2 separate regions of the Hordeum vulgare genome follow, and region 2 is linked to region 1. A link is a contact called in public Hi-C data. All regions are on one chromosome and are shown on one strand. The core of a region is the stretch at or near the end of the contact, and the rest is flanking DNA. Distances in the headings are between cores, read along the strand shown. Region 1 holds the start of LOC123452738 (trihelix transcription factor ASR3-like). Region 2 holds the start of LOC123452739 (PRA1 family protein E-like).

What was found. Hi-C and Micro-C count contacts between places; a contact is called where the count stands out from the background.
Region 2: a contact with region 1 is called in a Hi-C map of leaf, with 6 times the contacts expected there. The contact joins the promoter of LOC123452739 here to the promoter of LOC123452738 in region 1. A contact is called at or near these places in 2 of 6 Hi-C or Micro-C datasets (leaf and seedling).

What each region holds. Positions count from the first base shown.
Region 1 is chr5H:548,862,250-548,869,423 of MorexV3_pseudomolecules_assembly, reverse strand. It overlaps LOC123452738 (trihelix transcription factor ASR3-like), which reads left to right and starts at 4,251. Exons shown (of 1, transcript XM_045129449.1): 1 at 4,251-5,688. The coding sequence starts at 4,251. The coding sequence ends at 5,360. It overlaps LOC123452737 (E3 ubiquitin protein ligase DRIP2-like), which reads right to left. Exons shown (of 7, transcript XM_045129446.1): 7 at 6,437-7,050. The coding sequence ends at 6,841.
Region 2 is chr5H:548,999,523-549,006,696 of MorexV3_pseudomolecules_assembly, reverse strand. LOC123452739 (PRA1 family protein E-like) reads left to right here and starts at 3,571. Exons shown (of 1, transcript XM_045129450.1): 1 at 3,571-4,734. The coding sequence starts at 3,730. The coding sequence ends at 4,434. It also overlaps the pseudogene LOC123397242.

The sequences.
Region 1 (7,174 bases), core at 3,002-5,501:
GTCCTAGGTAATTGATAACAAGATCGGTAATCATTAAAGCAATTTTATATGAGGGAGAGGCATGAGCTCACATACTTTCCGTACTTGGATCATATGAACTTATAATTGGACCTCTAGCAAGAATCTGCAACTACTACTTCCTCTGTAAACTAATATAAGAACGTTTAGATTACTAAAATATCGTTCTAAATGCCAGTGACCCAGCATCTGCTGAAACGGTACATAAGTGGAGGCGTATTCGCAAAATACGCCTTCAGCATTGCCGCGCGTTGGATTTTCTAATTTATGGTATCTCTCTATTTTAATTTATTATGTTGATTGTACATTGACCAAGGATAACTCTAAAATCATAAGTCCAAATGACTTGATTCTTTTTTTCATTATTTTCCTTATATTATTCTCCTTTTGTGGGAATATTTTAGATTTATTTGACTTGTATAGATGCTGCTGGACAGAATTTGTATATTATCTTTATTTGAATTTTCTTTTCGAATTATTTACAAAAGGAAAAAATCCATGAGGTGAAGACTAGGAGTACTTTGATACTCCACTTGAGCAAGGCAAGCCGCCACCTCCATTTGGTTGATGGCATTGCAAGACCACGGGTTCAACTTGCATTTCTGGAATTTCTTTCAGCTTATTTTTCTTTACTTTGCTTGTGATAGAATTGCTGTGATAAAGTGGTTGGGTTAGCATAGCTGGCCACTAGAGAAAACACTATGGTTAAGTACTATTGGAATAGAGGTTGTAACATGACTCTTAACCGGTAATTATTCGACAACATGGACCATAAGCATTATAAGTGGCAACATTCATAGAACCTCTCAGGTAAATACTTTACTTAAGCTTATGATATCACGTTAATGTTTCCTCCAAGAACTTGAGTATGTCCTGGAGATGCAAGGTGTTCCCTTGAGTCATACATATCAAAGATCTCATTTGAATTAAATGAGTTTGATGCGAATGTTCATGGCTTTAAGCGCGCATCAATTTCCTCTTGAACCGAGGAGCGAACCTCTCTCAACATTGTTGTTTTGAGGCCCACAAACATTGAAATAACATTCCACGATGGTTGAATGGGCAAGTGGGTTAATGGGGGCTATAGGAGCATCAACTTGAGGTAACACGACCTCTGTCGCGGTGGGAAGAAGGTTTAGACCATCTCCCACAAATGGTGCAACACCTCCCACATTCTCATGATAGGACATATCCTCTCAGGTTAGAAAACCTTATATTAGAACAAGGGGCTCTGATACCAATTGAAAGGATCGACACAATCGACTAGAGGGGGTGAATAAGAGACTACAAAATTTAATCTTGTTTGCCAATTTGAGGGATATGCGTAATAAGTCCCACTAAATATGCAACTAGGTGAACACAATCTATATGAAAAATAGACATAGAGCTAAATATGCTAGTCAACAATCTATTTAGCAAGCCCACAAGCATACAAAGTAAAGCAAAGCAAAGAGCGGGAAAGGATTAACCACAAGTGATACAAGGACGCATATTTTATCCCGAAGTTCACTATTCATTAGGGAAGAGCTAATCTTCCTTGGAACAGTGCCAGAGCCAAAGCTTGTGGGATGGCACGGGAGGCTCATTGTATTCTCCTTCGAGTCACCCCCAACGGATGAGCCTCGAACCACTCGGGGGTTGATCTTGAAGGCGACCACCACACATTTACAAATGTCTCCGGAGCACACCAAGCAAGGAAGATTCCATAGGAACCTCTGATCACCTAGGAGCCCAAGCTCCAAGAGTAACAAGTCAATGGTGGACAAATATTGTGGGGAACACGAATTTGGTTGGGTCAAAGTGTAGATTTGGTCTTGCTCTCCGGATCCGCAAAGTTTCAACAAGTTCGGGTGGAGGGTTTGAGAGTATTGAGGAAAATGAGGTGTAGCAATGGTGGATCTCAATAAGACATTAGACTTAGGGGTTAGAGTTGGAAGAAGGGGCTATATATAGTGTTATTGGTTGGTGGGGGTTTTCTACCCGTTGGGCCCCGTGCGCATGGGCTAAGTCAGCCTCATGCACAAGGGGTGTCTAGAGACTTTACCACCACCCCTTGTGCACAAGGGTTCGGGACCCCATGCGCATAGGGTGTCCAGAGAGTTCTGTGGCACCCCGTGCGCATGGGGGTCAAAAGATCCCATGCGCACGAGGTGTCCGGAAACTTTTTGACGGGGTCCAAGACACCCATGCACATGGGGTGTCCACAGAGTTTCTGTTCATGCTCACTGGACACATCGGCAAAGCACGCCACACAAAGAATATAAATGGCAGGTGTAGGAGGGTTGGTGTATATGTTTTGGAAGCAGTCCCAGACGACACTCATCCACGACTACGCCTCTTGATAATGCGATTTTTTCTATGACTCAAATCGAACCAAAATGAAAATGTTCGAGTCGCTGATAAAGCATGCCTTAACCTTTTTGAATTGGGGGTCAGATAACTCCAACATAACCTTTGTGGAACCAATTTCTTGAGATAAACCATACCAATTGATAGTAGTTTCACCAACCACATTGTCATCACACCAAAATACAATGAAGTGCCAAATGCGCTTTCAAGTAACATTTATAGTTGCATGTCTAATCGAAGACATGCAACTGCTCTCCCGGCAAACACTTCCGCCTCCAAGTTGAAGTCGCATTGAAGACATGCAGTTGCGGGGTGGGAGCGGCATGTATAGTGGACATGCAACTAACCTCCGACAAACACTTTCGTCCCTCCCACACAAATTTGTGGTTGTTTTGATGTAGTTGCAGTCGGAGACGACCCTTATGGTTGTGTGTCTAGTAGGAGACATACAATTATCCTCTCATTAAACACTTATGCACCCTAAGGTGTGGTCACATTAGAGAGATACAACTATGTGGCAAGGGTGATACTTGTATTTGAGTGTTGGGCAGTGGGCATGCAACTGACACCCAACAAACACTTTCGTCCCTACGATAGTGTTGCAATTATGTTGAAGACATGTAGTTGCAGTCATCGGTGACGCTTGCAGTTGCATGTCTAGTAGGAGACATGCAACTGTCCTCTCGACAAAACATTGTTCACCCTATCATAAAGTTTTAGTGGTGTTCAATACATGCAGTTGCAATATACCTCCGTCCCCAAGTTGCACTAGTGTTGAACGCATGCAGTTACAGAACAAGGGTGACACTTGTAACTGTATGTTTGATGGTAGACATGCAACTATCATCGATAAAAAAATCATGAATTGAAGATGAATAAGTAGAAAATAAAATAAAAAGCACGAATGGAAATCTGAAAAAGCTGACAAAAAATCAGGAAAGAAAGAAAATCAAAAAAATGGTCGAAAGCTTCTAGAAGCAATGCAAAATGGGTCACAAGAGTCATACATGGGTTGTCCCGCTCACATTACGCTAAATAGAGGCGGGCGAGATGCACATGGGCTAGTGATAGTTGGCACGAATCTTGTAGCAAATTTGATCATGTCGTGAGAGATAAATGTGACACAGATATTTTTAATTTAGATCTAGATATGCTTTAGCAAATCATCTACTATGAATAGGGAGTACTGGAGATGCTCTTACACAAACCTAGTCATGCGGTCGTGCTGCATGGGTTGGCATGTGGGCACGGAATTTCGTCCCATCACATGCTTGACCCGACATGCGATTAAAAGGGTCGGGCCGGCCTTCGACCCGCCATGGAACAAGGCCGATCTGAAAGCCATGCCTTAAGGTCGGCACAGCATAGCCCTTTTAATTATGGGTCAGTATGACCCGACAGAGCATGTGCTTTGTCTTGCTTGTAACTAGTCTCTTTTCTATATGTTTTTTTGTATTTCTTAGCCTTTTGAAACTTTTTTCTATATTTTTTAAATTTTTTAGGTCACCCTGTAGTTTTTATTATTTTTTGCATTTTTGAACCTTTCTAAAAAAAATATGAAGGCTGGCCGCGCAGCCGGGCCGGGTCGATCCCTGTGGCCAGGCCTTTGGGCCGGCATGCCGGGTCCGCCTTTTATAAAAGGGACGACACGGGCCCTGCCATTCCAGTCCTTTCACAGCCAGGCCGGCCCACATGGCCAGGTTTGCTCTTATACCGCCCGGTTCATTTGCCTCGAAAAAATAAAAAACACCCGCTTTATTCGCTGAAAGAAAAAAAAAAAACCACCCGCTTCGCACGCCGTCACATGGACTTCCGCCCACAATCCCTAAAAAAAACTTCCGCCCACCAAATCACGCGTTCCCCACTCCGTTCCCCTTCCCCTCATGTCCAACGCCGGCGACCCCGCCGGCGCGGCGGCCGCGGCGGCGCCCAACCCGTCGGTGCGCGCCGCCAGGCTGCCCCGTTGGACGCGGCAGGAGATACTGGTGCTCATCGAGGGCAAGCGCATGGTTGAAGTCCGCGGTGGCGTGCGCGGCGGGAGGGGGCGCCTGGCGGCGGCGGCGGCGGCCGGGGCGACAGGGGAGCCGGCGGCAACGGCTCTGGAGCCCAAGTGGGCCGCGGTGGCGGAGTACTGCCGGCGGCATGGCGTGGAGAGGGGGGCCGTGCAGTGCCGGAAGCGGTGGAGCAACCTGGCCGGGGACTGGAAGAAGATAAAGGAGTGGGAGCGGGCGGCAGCAGGCGCGCGGGAGCCCTCGTTCTGGGCCATGCGCAACGACGCGAGGCGGGAGCGCCGGCTCCCCGGGTTCTTCGACCGCGAGGTGTACGGCATACTCGAAGGTCGAGGGCGGGGGGTCGTTGTCGGCGGCAGCTCCGGTGGTGACGCTGTGGAGGAAGTAGGGGTTGGGCGCATGGAGGAGGATGATGATGGGGAGGAGACGGGGGAGGAGGAGGAGGGGAGAGGGAAGGGAAAGGAGGTGGCAGTGGCAGTGGCAGTGGCAGTGGCAGTGCGGGAGACCGTGTTTGACAGTGGCCGGCCTGCCGGGGAGGAGGCCCTCTTCTCGGAGGACGAAGAGGAGGAAGATGCTGAGACGCCAGAGGCGACGCCGGCACCACCACCGGCTGTCATCGCCTTGCCGATTTCCGAGAATTCGGAAGCATCAAGGCAACAACAGAGCGCGCAGCAAGGCACAACGACAGACAGGCCAAAAGGGCAGCAAGGTAGCAACAAGACAGCAGGCTCACCGACATTGCAGCAGCAGAGCGGGCAGAAGAGACAGCGAACCGGCGACGGCAGTGAGCCCAGAGCAGAAGGCATGGCAGACAAGCTGCTGGAGATCCTGGAGCGGAACAGCCAGGCCCTAGCGGCGCAGCTGGAGGTGCAGAACGTGAACTCGGAGCGCGACCGGGAGCAGAGGAGGGAGCAGGCCAACAGCCTCGCCGTGGTGCTCGGCAGGCTCGCCGATGCCCTTGGCAGGATCGCCGATAAGCTCTAGCTACCTGGAGCTGCATGCCTGGACAGAAGAAGTTGGGTGTACAGATTGGTATAGGAGGATGATTGCTCTCCTGGCATTTGATTCCTTTTTCTCTTTGCGATGAACTGATTCCGGAATTCAGTCCGGAAGCCAGGGTGGAGGATTTATCATGTACTGTATGTAGAGTGATAAGGTTATATATACTGTCATTCAGGTGATCTGATTCTGAACTAGAGACATCTTGATTGTGTATGCGTCGTGGGCTGAAATGAAAATATGTATCCTTTACTGAGTAAAAGAAATGTTTCTAAGTTATAAAATCAATTCCTTCGAGCGGGAATTTTGCAGACTCGCTTGTGTGGCACTATGACAGAAAGGTGCTATATATTCTCAGTGAAATCTGCTTACAGGCTCTATATTGATATATATATCTTGATGGTAATACTGGGTGCCCCTCCTCTAGCTCTAGTGTTGCTGAAAAGCCTCCGCCTTGGCCATGTATCTGGAGGTTTACTGTGCCAAGCAAGATGAAGCACTTTGCTTGGAGGTTGGCACATAACACACTGGCCGGTAAGACCAACCTCGGTCGAAAGGGGATGGATATCAACCAAGCATGCTTCCTGTGCAACAGGGATTTCGAAGACTGGGCATCTGTTTTTCAAGTTCAAATTACTTATGGGGGGAAGGGCAAAACATTCAGTAGAAGGAGCACCTGAAACTGTTGATGGTGCTTCCTATGCAGATGCCGGTAACCAGGTCGGGGCGCGATCATTCAGGACAGGTGCTCCAGGAAAGTAATGCAATGGAGTTGAAGCAAGGGATGGAAGCTGAAAGCACTAATTTGTTGCCCCAGTGTGTGATTCTTTACGACAAGAAGACTTTTGCTAGACTTCATTTTCTGAATTTCAAACTCATGTACTGTCCCAGAACATGTAATGCTGCTCCTCATCCCCTACAGCAATGGGCAGCAAGAGGATGAACCAGCCCAGTTTCTTATATAATAGTTTTCCCCTGTGCATGATGTAATGTCTCTAGTAGTTAAATGCAAGGTTGTGTATTAAAGAAAAGATCAGCCAACCAATTTGGCCGATTGGAGCTACAAAGGCAAAGAAACCACTTGCAAGATGGTATCCATCAATCAACTACCCCACAGATGACCAATTTCCAGTTGGGTGAGCTGTTTGTGAACGCCAACTTGTGACATAGCTTACAAATAAAATAGCACCACAACATTACAAAGGCATATACCCTCAAGGCTTCAGGTACTGTTTACAGCAGCACTCAACACAGGATTACAAAGCGCATAGGTACAACTACTCCATCAGGTGAAGAAAAAATTGGTAACGAACAACACAAGTAAATCGAACATCTATCTACATGTTGCAAGGTGAGCCGAGCCTCGCAAGGTTGGCATCAATGCTAGCACCGACCAGAGGGCTCTGAAATAGACGACTGGAATGAGGCGGGACTTGTTCAGACATGAGGCGGCGCTCTGGATCAGTCAGGTGGTGGTGGTGGTGGTAGTGGTGGTGGTGGTGGTTGGTGTGGGCAGCTCCGGCCTGCTGTAGAACACCGTCGTGATGAACCCGGTGGCAGGGGAGCCCACGGATGACCGCACCCAACCGTTCGGTCCTTTGTCGAGATAGCATTCCATTATGTCATGTAGGGTGATTGCTGGGTCCACTTTCTTGCCAACGCACATCAACTCCACCTGCAAGCACACCATAGGTCGATACATATGAGAAATGTTGAAAGCTATCACTTGCTAGGTTGTGATGAACCGAGACAATGCTTCTCTCATTCTATACATGCTAAGCAGTGGCATTCACTCTGTT
Region 2 (7,174 bases), core at 2,322-4,821, 140 kb before region 1:
GCGCGATTCGGGCTCGGGCGGGCCTGCGATGGGCTTCGCGGGCCCGGCGGCGCTGGCAGAGGAGAGAGAGTGGGGCGGCGTGGCTAGGGTTAGGTCTAGGTGGGGCGCGGATTCCGAGGAGAGATGAGAGGGGGCTGTCTAAATAATGGCTTGGGAGGGGTATTTATAGAGAAAAAGGGGGCTCGGTTAACCGGAATCGCGCTCCGGATCCAACCGCGGGGTCGGATTCGGACGATTCCGAACGCGGGTAAGGGTACGCGGCCGTGTAGAGGAAATAACCGGAGACGAGAGGGAGAACGGGCGGCGCGGCACGAATTTTAAAACACCGACAGACGTCCGACGGTTGACCGAATCCGGTGCCGCTACGGGCGATCGTTCGGGTACCAGACGGTCTCCGATCGCGACGAAATTCGACAGGCGGCCTCGCTATAACTAAACACGACCGCACGTCAAATCTCAACCCGATCAGAGAAAGTTTTAAACGCACTTTAAAAACAGGGTTTCGACGGTGCCGCGGGCGCGTGCGTGTGCGGTCGAACTCAGAACGGGCAACCACGAGAACCGGCAACAACTAACGGATGCAAGTTTTGAAAATGGGCGGCAACGGAGACGCCGATGCAATGCAGATGATGCGCATGATGCGATGATGATGCGACGACTGAAAATACCCACACGACGAAAACGGAAAGAAAAGGGGAAGCTTCTAGAACGTCGGCATCGGGCTGTCACACCTCCCTCCTATATATAGTGGTGATTTAGGGCTGATTTGAGACAACTTTTACAACGTGCAACTCAGATCTAGACACCATAGTTCTTCCTCTAGATCGTATTTCTGCGGAGTTCGGGCGGAGCCCTGCAGGAGTAGATCGTCACCACCACCGGAGCGCCGTCACGTTGGCGGAAAACTCATCTACTTCTCCGTCTTGCTTGCTGGATCAAGAAGGCCGAGATCATCGTCGAGCTGTGCGTGTGCTGAACGCGGAGGTGCCGTCCGTTCGGCACTAGATCGGAACGGATCGTGGGACGGTTCGTGGGACGGTTCGCGGAGCGGATCGAGGGACGTGAGGACGTTCCACTACATCAACCATGTTTCTTAATGCTTCTTGCTGTGTGATCTACAAGGATACGTAGATCCAAATCTCCTCTCGTAGATGGACATCACCATGATAGGTCTTCGTGTGCGTAGAATTTTTTTATTTCCCATGCAACGTTCCCCAACAGTGAGCTGCTAGGCCAAGTGATGCGGGCCATGCTATGGCGGTGATCGAGAGGGGAAGGGCGATATTGTGCCCAACAGATGCTCATGCTTCAACTGGAGACGCCAAAAACTACTATGGGTGTGCGTACATGATGGCACAAGCCGTGTGGCCGTGATTGCTGGGACCGGCGGCTACGAATGCTAGGATCTTCGACCACGGTTGCCGGAACTGACAACCATGGTTGTTGGGACAAACAACAACTAAACTGTGTGCTGGAACCCCCTGTCGGTGCTACGAGGTGATGGGGTTGTTGGAATCATGAGGTCGACGAGCTATGACCGAGACCGCGACCAATTGCGATGGTCATTGAGGGTTGCGCGATGCAACGATGACCATGGCTCGCTAGAACCATGCCCGTGACGAGTTTGTGATGTCACCACAATGAGATGCAACGATGGCCACACTGAGCTGGAACTGTCATCACGGGTTGTTGTGATGGCTCGACGGGGAGCTGCAACCAGTGCGTTGAAAAGCTACATCGGACATCGTCAAATGCTTGTATGGGCATGACGACGAACCGCAACCTGCACCACGGGATGCTCACGATGGTATGGGTAAGCTGCAACCAACACCATAGATAGCTATGATCGACGATTGGCTTTGCTACAACCGGCCACAGTGTGCGCGCGGGCGTGAAAATGTTGGTAGAGACGTAGACCGATGCTGGAACCGACACCCACAACTGCTATGATCGGGTTGAGAAATTGCAGTCAGTTGTCCCAACAGACGCAAAAATGTCGGTACTGAGATAGATCGATGCTGGAACAGACGCCCACAACTGCTGCGACCGTTTGCTTGGTTTTGCATTGTTTAAAGAACAATGATTCAACAAGACATGCAAATTCAAGGCATGTGAGAAATGGACTCCACCACCAATTTGTTTACTTAGTTTCATTTCAAAGTGGATGCATAAATCTTCACATCTTCATGGAGCTCAATAGCGGGTGTGGTGGTGCCAGTGGCGAAGCGAGCTATATGGCGAGGCTTGGCAGGCGCCATACCTAAATGTTGTCGCTCGCTGCAAATATACGTACGTGTCCTTTTTTTTAGACAAACGTACATGCAAATTTAAGTCTGAAGCTGAATTGTGCCTCCCGTTGGGCCTGATTGGCTGTTTGCTATTGGGCGTGGTTAGTAATCCACGTACGATACTAGTCCATGACAATAAAATTAGCGGTACACCCGAACCTTGCGACTGTTCGTAAGATCTTGATCGTACATAGTGGTGACGGCAGCGAAAGGCAGTAAGGAACGACAGGGTGGTAGCACCCAGCAGCGGCGGCCTTCGACTAGCCGAGTCGAAGGCGGCTACCAGCGATGACGACTCGGCAAACGCGGGGGTATGAGCAGATCAAGGATGACGTATAGTGGGATATTTCGTTGCCAGTACTTACTTATGGATTTTGATTGTATTTAATGAATATGAAGTAATATAGCTCTTGCATCATTATAGTATACGTCGTTTTGTTCTTCAAAAAATTCACCACACCTAAAAATTATTGCTGCCTCCGCCACTCGGTGGTGCATGACCATATTTGCAGATGTCATGTAGGTTGCCGCTAATGCTTTTATGGCAACATTACACCTGAATTTATAGAACCACTGCCTATTTATTATGGAGATTTTCACAATGCCACCCTTCAGTTTGATTATCTCTTGTTGATTAATAAGGTGGATGCTCGAGATCACTCTTTTCACAAGTCTTGTTGTTACTGGTATCAACTCTTCGTTTTCATTCATTCATGTAAGCTGGTGTGCTAGCGAGACGACTCATTTGTCGACAAGGGCGAGCGGCTCTTAAAAATGACATTGTAAACTTGGTTCTCACTGATTTGCCTCTTTGAGTAATACTCCCTTACTTCCAAAATAAGTGACTTAAAAGTGACTCAACTTTGCACTAAAGTTAGTGCAAAGTTGAGTCACTTTTAAGTCACTTATTTTGAGACGGAGGAAGTATAAATCTCACTTTACCCCGCACACACACAAAGAAAAAGAAGGTTGTGAGCACACTGTACACGTTCCACGTTGACACGCCGCAAACTAACGCCCGCTTAAGTGCGATTTGGACACTCTGGTTTGTTGCATATGAACCGTGACATGGACGCGCGTTTGTGTGCGTGCGTGTGTGTCCGAAGAGGAGCCATTCTGAGCCGCTCGATCGGATCTGCCGACGTCCCAACTACTCCTAGTCGCTTCAATACCACCATTAAATTAGCCCGCGAATTGGCCAATTGGGCTCATAAAAATCCCCGAAAGCAAACCTTTTCTCTTCCCCCCCCCCCCCCCCCCCCCTTCCTCCTCCGGTCCTCCCCCCATCCATCCATCCAGCCAGCGAGATCCACTCGACAAAACCCGATCGATCGCTCGACCGAAGCAGTTCAATCAATCACGGCACGATCCCCCGATCCAGCCCCCCTCCCCCTCCCCCTCCCCTCCACCACCTAGGGTTCGTCCCTCGCTCCCCCCCGCCATGTCCTCCTCAACGGCCTCCTGGTCGCGCTACGGCGCCGTCCCGGCCCCGGCCCCGCCCCCGCCGCCGCCGCGGCCCGACGCGAACGGCGACGGCGAGGCGCCCTCCTCCTCGTCCGCATCCTCCCCGCCGGCAGCGACGGCGGCGGAGGCGGGGGTGGCCTTCTTCTCGCGCGCGGGGGCGAGCGCCGCGGCGGCCGCGGCCGTGGGCCGGCCGCGGGCGTGGAGGGAGGTGCTGGACCACACGGCCTTCTCCCGCCCGGAGACCTGCGGCGAGGCGCGCGCCCGGGCGCGCCGCAACCTCGCATACTTCCGCGCCAACTACGCGCTCGCGGCGCTCCTGCTCGTCTTCCTCGGCCTCGTCTACCGCCCGCGCTCCATGCTCGCCTTCCTCGGCCTCTTCGTCGCCTGGCTCGCGTTCTACTTCGGCCGCGGCGGGGACGCGGGCCCGCTCGCCTGCCTCGGCCGCGACGTCGACGACCGCGTCGTGCTGGCCGCCCTCTCCGCCGCCACCGTGCTCGCCGTCGCGCTCACCCGCGCGGGCCTCAACCTGCTCGTCTCCCTCGTCATCGCCTCCGCCCTCATCGGCGTGCACGCCGCGTTCCGCATGAACGTCTACCTCGACGAGAGGGACGCCTTCGACGCCGACGCCGCCGTCTCGTCCTTCACGGGGAGCACCTACGGCTACAGCACGCTCCCGAGATGAGTGAGCCATTCGGTCAAAGGGCGTTTCTTCTCATCCTCTCTTCTTCCAGGATGTAATGCTACGGAAATTCAGTCTTTTGTAGTCTGTATGCGGTGTATAGGATCTTGTTTGCTTTCCCTTTTGTGGGGAGTTTTGGTTTCTTTGTAGTCCGCTTGGTGTTCAGGTGAAATTCTTAAGCCGATTGTGATGATCTGAAGCTGTTTTCAAAGGGGATTTTTTTGTAAGATGTTGCTCCAAGGTGTAAATCATCCCTCCTACTGACTAGTTGTTGTGGTACTAAAGATTGTGAAATTCAGTGTATCTTACTATGTTCTTATGCACATATCGTTGAGTCAATTAACAGAGTGACAGGGCCAACACAGAAGATTTGTTTCTTGGAAAAGCTGATACATGAAAGATATCAACTGATAGCTGAGCTCCAGAGTTGGGTTCATATCAACTGATAGGTGAGCTCCAGAGCTGATACATGCTTCTCTGTTTTCTTTTCCTCACAACTTTGGAGAACAACAATTGTTTTCGATGATGGTAATCCTCACTTTAAACTCCAATGTATGAATATACTAACAGAGTAACAGGTCAGCACAGGAGATTCTTAGGAAATCTGACACATGAAAGAGATCAAGTGACAGAGTGAGCCCAAGAGTTGGTTTCATGTGACCAGTACAAAAGGTAGATTGTTGCTTTATTTTTTCTTCGCAACTTTGGAAAATGACAATTGATCTTGATGGTGGTATAATTCTCACTTGTAAAGAACAGAAAACTGCATTCATCTATGTAATCATATAACCCTCTTGGCATTGCATTACGGTTGCTGTTTACTAAAAGATTATGCCCCCAATTCCAAGAGTATGTTCCCTGTGTTCACTAAAGATTATGCCCCCAATGCTAAGAGCATGTTCCCTCCACCAACATCCTGATGTTTTTAATCCTCCTTACAACAGATGCACAAATGTGACCAGCCTGTAATAACTTCAGAGTCAACTGTTCCCAGAATATATATAGGGCCCAATGATAAATTAAGTCCCACTTGGACCATGTCTTCAGCTAACTTAAGCCACTGTAGGCTTGGCATCGATGGCTTGCTTGAGCTTCCTCCCTAGCGCGGAGGCAAGGGGAGGTGGCACGGCATTCCCAATCTGCCTGTGCTTGCTCTGGATGTTGCCAGCAAAACGGTGGCCATCAAGTAGGCCCTGCATTCATGTCATGTCGTGGGATCAGATCATAGATCTTCAGAAAGATAGCAGCAGATCTGATTCATGGCATCGTGCATTGGATTCTGATGATCTGCCTGTGCCTGCCCTGGAGGTTAAGCCAGACGGCAAACGAGGCAATTGTGCTTGCACGTGCACACAACTATGAGCTGATTCCGATAAAATAGCTCAATCTACTCTAGTAGCATTAATGAGAACAGAATCTACTGTCAACTATGCTTCATTTTAGCCAAGTGTAATTGCCAAAGCACCAGTGGATGTATTGCTGTGTACTACCCACTCTATGCAGTAGAATGCTTGGTAGTATGTTCACAGATGGGGATATTGACAAGGGGTACTTGGTTACCTGGGATCGCGCACATTCACGAACAGTGATGATCCTGTCCTGATCAGGGTGGAAGCACATGCCGACCTTGCACATCGGCTGGGGATCCGTCACTGATGTGGGGAAGTTGCCCTCCCAGTCCAGCCTCCCATACAGTCCTTTCCACTGATTGTTCCTCTTGGCTGTGTTGGGCAAGCACCAGGGGATCAGCTCCAACGTTTGCCCCGTCGATAGCTTCACCTATGGCATTCACATGATGAAAATTAGCTGCTAGTACATCACATGGTTGGTTACCAAGAATGTAGAGAGCAGCATAAAAAGTGAATAATATGATGAAACTGAATGCTACCTTCTCATCTGGCAGGTCATGCCAGTCACAGCCAGGGCGCTTGGGGATGTGCTTGCACCTTATGAGATTCAGCTGGTTCATCTCTTTGGATTTGTGGTCACTCAGAGAAAGCACATCGCCTCGAATCTTCTTCTGGAACCAGGAGATGGGCTCGTTTCCATACTGCAGCACACAAGGAGAAAGAAAATTCAGCTTCTACAGATCAAGAACATTGACTGATACTGACACAAGAAACTTGAGTGGAGTAGGGATTCTGTGATACAGTACCTGCATTGTTGGTTTGCTGGTGCCATTCTCCACTGGTGGTAGATCGCCGATTGTATCCCTGACTGTCATAGGGCGGAAAGGAGCCCCTCCAGCGGTACTCCTAGCAGTGGCATAATATTTGCCTCGTGGAAGATTGATCTTCAGCTCAGGGCTCGCGAAGAAGTGCATCGGATCAGGCCAGTCAGGAAGAGTCTCCCCAGGCGCGGCGGCCCAGATGAACGCCCTTTTCCTGGACTGTGCGACACCGTAAGCACCTGCCTCTAAAATGCCGAATCGAACCTATGAACATGCAGACAAGGTTCAGAACATATGGAGGGGAAACAATGCCAGTAACACAATTAAGCACAAACAGAGTAGAGAAAGTGTCAAGCAGCACCTGATAACCCATCTCCAGGAGTGATGCTAGCGTCAGTCTGAAGGTTTGGCCTTTGTTGAATGAAACAAAGTTCCTGACATTTTCCAAAAGGAAGAACCTAGGGCGGAAATACTCCGCAAAGGACAGGAATGCCAAAATCATCTCGCACTGAACTTTGCTCCATGGAGTCTGGTTGAATCTGTTCATCCCGGAAAATCTCTGAGAAAGGATGA